2 separate regions of the Mus musculus genome follow, and region 2 is linked to region 1. A link is a contact called in public Hi-C data. All regions are on one chromosome and are shown on one strand. The core of a region is the stretch at or near the end of the contact, and the rest is flanking DNA. Distances in the headings are between cores, read along the strand shown.

Region 1 (2,865 bases), core at 226-2,725:
ATCGAAAGTAGCCACAAGCCAATCTGATCTGGACAGTCTGCTGAGGCTCCCTCATGTGTCTCTAGGCTGTGTCGAGCTGACAGCTGGAGCTAAGAGAATGGCTTTTCTACATGACTTCCAAAATGCCTCCCAAGAGGAGAATTGAGCCCTGTAGGGGGCGGGGTGGGGTGGGGTGGGGGAGTTGGAATACTAAATACTTTTCCTGTTGCCGTGATTTAATGCTATGGCAGAGGCAATTTATATAACAGTTGATTTTGGCTTACTGTTCCAGAGAGCTAAGAGCCCATCACAGCAAGGCAGTAAGTGCCAGGAGTGGTGGCAGGGGCAGATCAAAGCTTTACCTGCAAGCAGGAAGCAGAGAAAATGACCTGCAAATAGAGAGGGGCTTTAAATTCTCAAAGCCGGCCTCCAGTGAAGTACTTCCTCCAGTACAGAAGGGCCACACCTTCTAAACAGCACCAACAACTGGGAATTGAGTGTTTAGAAGCGGGTAGGGGGTAACTTCTCATTCCGACTACAACTACTGGTGGCTCAGACCTTGAACTTGAATACCACTCAGGTGAGAGACAATCTGGAAGCACAATACACAAGCTGCCTATAACAGAGCCTTCGCCTGCTGGTTCTGCAGGACATCACCTTATCTGAATTGGATGAGTAGCATGGAGGAAATACACTACAGAAGTAACTCGGTCACACTGCAGAAAAGGCCACAGTGAAACCCCAGCTCCCCGTCAACTGACTTCACCTTGGTCTCAATGAGTCAGATCATCTTGATTCCTGATAAAGCCAATCATGCCGGGTACCGCTGGCGACTGTCCCTAGCTAGAGTCCTTAGGGAGTGGTCCAGCTCAGATCGGTTTCTGACTCTGCCCTGCTTTTCGTCAGCGCCCCTTAGAAACGGTATTTGGCCTAAGTTGCTCCCTTCCTTCCCTTATATTCATCCTTTCTAACTGGAAAACTTCACTTTCACCTAATTCACTTAACATAAAATGTTTCATGATGATTACATCAAGTACACAATTAGGTGTCATTTCCAACATTCCTTGCATTGTACAGCCACTATGTCATTCATTCTTCCAAATCAGGGGTGATATGTTTTGTAAAATGCACTATGATATGGCGGGAGGGCGTGCTTTAGCAGGCCCAAGTGAGACCCCCACCCCAACCCTGGCCCCTTTAAGGTACCAGCCATACGATGGGTCTAGGATAAAATGAAGTATATTTTGGGACATGAGAAGGATAAGAAGGGAGGTTGAGAAGGGAGTAGAAGCAGAGAAAGAGAAGGAACAGAGAAGGACAGAGAGGGGTGTCAAATAGTCCTTTTATAGCAAGCCAGGCTCCTACCTTGCTGTTGCTAGGTAACTGTTGGGTGGAGCCTAGAAGAAATGTGAGCAAGGAGTCTATTCCAGACAACACTCGGAACACTCTTACACCACCCTCCACCCCCACACTGAGGCTCAAACCTGGGCCTTGGAGTCGTGCCACACATGTGGCAAGCGCTACCACAGGGCTGTGCTCCCAGACCTGAACTCTCTTACCATCTTACCCTCACTGCAAACCTGTAACACTGGGAAACTGATGGAGAGCTGTTAGCACACTGTACTGGCTAATTTTGTGTCAACTTGACACAGGCTGGGGTTATCACAGAGAAAGGAGCTTCAGTTGGGGAAGTGCCTCCATGAGATCCAGCTGTAAGGCATTTTCTCAATTAGTGATCAAGGGGGAAGGTCCCTTGTGGGTGGAACCATCTCTGGGCTGGCAGTCTTGGGTTCTATAAGAGAGCAAGCTGAGCAAGCCAGGGGAAGCAAGCCAGTAAGGAACATCCCTCCATGGCCTCTGCATCAGCTCCTGCTTCCTGACCTGCTTCAGTTCCAGTCCTGACTTCCTTTGGTGATCAACAGCAATGTGGAAAATGTAAGCTGAATAAACCCTTTCCTCTCCAACTTGCTTCTTGGTCATGATGTTTGTGCAGGAATAGAAACCCTCACTAAGACACACACCAACCTGGCTAACAGCAGTAACGCTAGGATTCTGCAGCCTCCCCTTCAGCCTGGAGTCCATTCCATCTCCATCTGCCAGGACATGTTGTATGGTCTCAACGTGTCTTCCTGCATACCAACTCCAGCCAATCCACACTGGTTTTCCAAAGCCAGGCACAGCTCCTTACCTAAGCTCAAAAATGTCCGCTTTCACCTTGAGCTGCACCTGGAAAGGTACACAGCCCACCTCCCGAGGGAAGCAAGGAGCCCGCTCTGCACTGAGAGTCAGACCCCAGCTGGGAACCAACCCTATCACTGGTTCCAGAGAACCCATGTCACAAAGATTTACTGAGTAGGAAAGATCTCCAAAGATCATAACCAAGATGGGGCTGCTCCTGGTGGGGAGGCTGTCTTCAACTGTCAGACATTTCTGGGGCCATTAGGGACCAACAAGAGCCTGGATAGGTGACCCTGCACAGGCATTCAGGGAAGTGATAAAGGAGTCAGACTTGGTTCAAAATAAAATGCCCCAGTCCTGGGGAGATGGTAAGGGTGACAAAATGCTTTTAGCTCACACACATGAGGACCTTAGTTCAATCCCCAGAAGACTGGTTTAAAAAAAAAAAAAAAGTCAATCAAGGGGATGGAGAATAACAGAATCATGAGAGAGACCTGCCAGCCCCAGTGCTGATGTAGGAGGTGAGAGGTGAAGGATTCAAGAGGTGTGGGTGGAGCCAACTCCTTGAAAGCTCATAGATGATGCTGTGACTGACCGTGAAAAGTGAGGCACTTAACACTTTAGGAATATGGCTGAATTTTCTGGAAAGCAGAGCGAATTGGCATCTTCTCCCTTACAAAAATCTTGTCTCTATAATATAGACTAATA
Region 2 (2,786 bases), core at 259-2,758, 780 kb before region 1:
GGATGGGATTTAAAGAAGGATCTTTAAAAATTCCCCAGCAAAGGGCACGCAAGCGTGTTACTCAGTGCGGGGCCGAAATCCATTTAGCACGGCTATACTCCAGTGTGGGCACTAGAGGGCGATGAGAGCAAACCAACGGGGTTTTTCCTCTGCCAGCTACAATCTCCCTGCTTTGAAGGTGGGTTGATAATGACTGTAGTGTCTACTATATTTTGCAGTGACAGATGAGGGCAAAGGTCACAGGATTCATCTTCCACCAAAACACCTAACACACTGTATTGCAATATTATGCTCTATGTAAAACCTGCCTGCTTAAGAAACCCTGGTCTAGAACTCTTGCTTCCTCTCATTCTAATTCAATATCTGCACACAGCTGAGTGCGTAGGGTTGCACAACAGGATGCAGTTCTCAACAATTAGTCAGGGGCAAAGGATTTCTGAATGTGCAACAACCAAAAATTAGTTCCAAATGAAATGTGTCATAAATCAGAAGTGTTTCTGGCAATGCGCAACGGCCTGGCATTTCTTAACCTCAGTGCAGCCTCTGATCAAAACACGCATGCGTACTCTGCCAGCTTCTACCACTAACCCCCCTCCCTCGCAGCCCTCTACCCCCACCCCGGTCTCTCCAAGTCTAAATGGAGTCTGCCGTATGCTGTGGGTTGCAATACTTTCCAGTACACCGAGATTTCTGCTCTCATGGGAACAGATTGGGCTAATTGTCAAACACAAAGACTTCAAGTATGGTTTCTTCATCATCCCTCATTACCTACCCGGCGCTTGTGTCTTTGGATCATGTGGCATTTGAATACTTAATTTTTTTTAAATATTGTCTTGATTTGATTTTCACCTAGAAATCATGAACCATATTGGCTTGGGATTAGGGCAGGGTTTCCAACATTTGCTGAAACAGCCCTAAACTTAGTTCTGATATTTTGAATTATGCTTTCAGAGTAAGAAGTGTTCTTGGCACTGACAATAATAAAACCAAGCTGCAATATAAATGGTAATTTGTATGTACACCAAACATTTGTTTTAAAATACAGTTGTTTGTGATTTATTATCAGCAAGTATCAGGCTGTAAATCTATTTTAGAGATCTATATAAAATTATAATACGAATTTCCTAAGTGACAGTGGACCACGAGAGGAAAGGTGTAGGAAGCCCTGACCAAGAACTCTTGCCATCTCATAGTGTGTGTGCTGGCACCCCTCCCGCCACTGCAGGCTTCATAGTATTCGTGAAAGTCGCGTCTCTGGGAAGAGGAACCTCAACAGAGAAAATAGCTCCAATCCACTGTCCTGCATTTTCCTGATTAGTGATTGATGTGGGAGGGCCCAGCCCACTGAGCTGGCTGTCCTGCTCATGTAAGAAAGCAGGCTGAAGAAGCCATGAGAAGCGAGCCAGGAAACGGCACTCCTCCGTGCGGCACTCCTCCGTGCTTCTGCTCCAGCTCCTGCCCCCAGGTTCCCTTCATGATGACCTATAATTGGGACACCGCCAAGAAAACCCAAACAAACACTTCCCTCCTCCAGCTGCTTTTGGTTGTGGTGACTCATGACAGCGACAGAGAGTAAACAGAGTAAGCTACAAGAAGACACGTGATACGTACCCTGCTTCTCCTTGTCTTCGAGCTGGCTCCAGCTCAGGGGTGGTGTGCAAACAGCTAATTAATGGAAGAGTGGTCTAAGTGATGGTAGCTAGCTCCCACGGGGCTTTTGCATACACACTCTGGATGTCCCGACCATAACATTCATTCCGGGTCTAAAAGCACTGAGTGTCCGTCATAACTGCCACTGACTCCCGCCTCGCGGGGGTCACATAGGGCTGTTGGGAGTGCACAGCATGAGGACGAATGAAGAAGGCTGAAGCCTTCGGGTTATTTTACCTGAGAGGAGCAAGCAGGATTGATGTCCTTGTTGAGAATAAGCCAACATTTCCCGAGGCCCCCATACTTCCTGCCTCAGAGGTTTGCTGTTCATTTTTGGTAGTGGTTTTACAAGGAATGGGGCTCAAAATTGCCGGGAAAATCTACTTTACGGTTTATGGGAAAGAGATAAAAATAATGGATGAGCAATTCATCGCCTAAGAGGACTTGCTGGCACGGTTTAGCCCCTTGCGGCAGAAGCCAGGCAGAGCTGTTTTGGAGACAGCCACACCCTGGGGTGCTGCCACAGCAAACGAGAGACAGACAGGGGCAGGATTTGGGATCCGAAGGCTGTGTGCCAGCTCAGGACGTCACCCTGGGTTGACAGAATGTGTATCCACCAAGTAATGCTCAGAGTGTTCTCCACAAGACAGCAGCATGGTGGGGCGTTGGCAGGGGTGGTAGCTAGGCAGTTTGGCCTTAAAAAATGTACAGAAAAATACAGACAGCATTCTTTTTTTTTTTTTTTTTTTTTTTTACAGAGAAGTAACAGATTTGTAGTTTCTTAAGACAAAGTTGGTGATAGGATGGAAGAGAGGCAAAGAGTCCTGGAGGCACAGAGCTGGGAAGACAGCCTAGTCAGCCAAGTGCTTGCCTGGCCGTCATGAGGACTCACGCTCAAGCTCCAGAAGTAATATAAAAATAAAATAAAATAAAAATCCAGGCATTGTGGGGCATGCTTATGATAACCACACTGGGGATGGAGAGGCAGGTGGATCCCTGGGATTCATTGTCCAGCCAGCCTCTCCTACTTGGTAAATGCCAGGCTATAAAACAAGGTTATTGGTGCCGGAGAAGCAACACGTGAAGTTTCCTCTAGACCACACACACACACACACACACACACGTGTACACATATA

What was found. A called contact is a pair of places that touch in the nucleus more often than the background predicts.
Region 2: a Hi-C map of cortical neurons shows a contact between it and region 1. The contact joins two enhancer-like sites. A contact is called at or near these places in 3 of 39 promoter capture datasets (cranial neural crest, embryonic stem cells and neural stem cells), 3 of 484 Hi-C or Micro-C datasets (the G1E-ER4 cell line, cortical neurons and palatal mesenchyme) and 1 of 115 datasets of contacts at active chromatin or transcription factors (embryonic limb bud).

The regions. Positions count from the first base shown.
Region 1 is chr9:59,963,136-59,966,000 of GRCm38.p6, reverse strand. No RefSeq gene overlaps it. Among named protein-coding and RNA genes, the nearest start is that of Gm7616, 13 kb to the right of the region's middle. Within about 2 kb of position 1,475, at least 15 of the 459 cell types and tissues checked have an H3K27ac peak or open chromatin away from gene starts, as enhancers often do. A contact at or near this core is called in cortical neurons, where this site is marked.
Region 2 is chr9:60,742,128-60,744,913 of GRCm38.p6, reverse strand. No RefSeq gene overlaps it. Among named protein-coding and RNA genes, the nearest start is that of 1700036A12Rik, 24 kb to the left of the region's middle. Within about 2 kb of position 1,508, at least 102 of the 459 cell types and tissues checked have an H3K27ac peak or open chromatin away from gene starts, as enhancers often do. A contact at or near this core is called in cortical neurons, where this site is marked.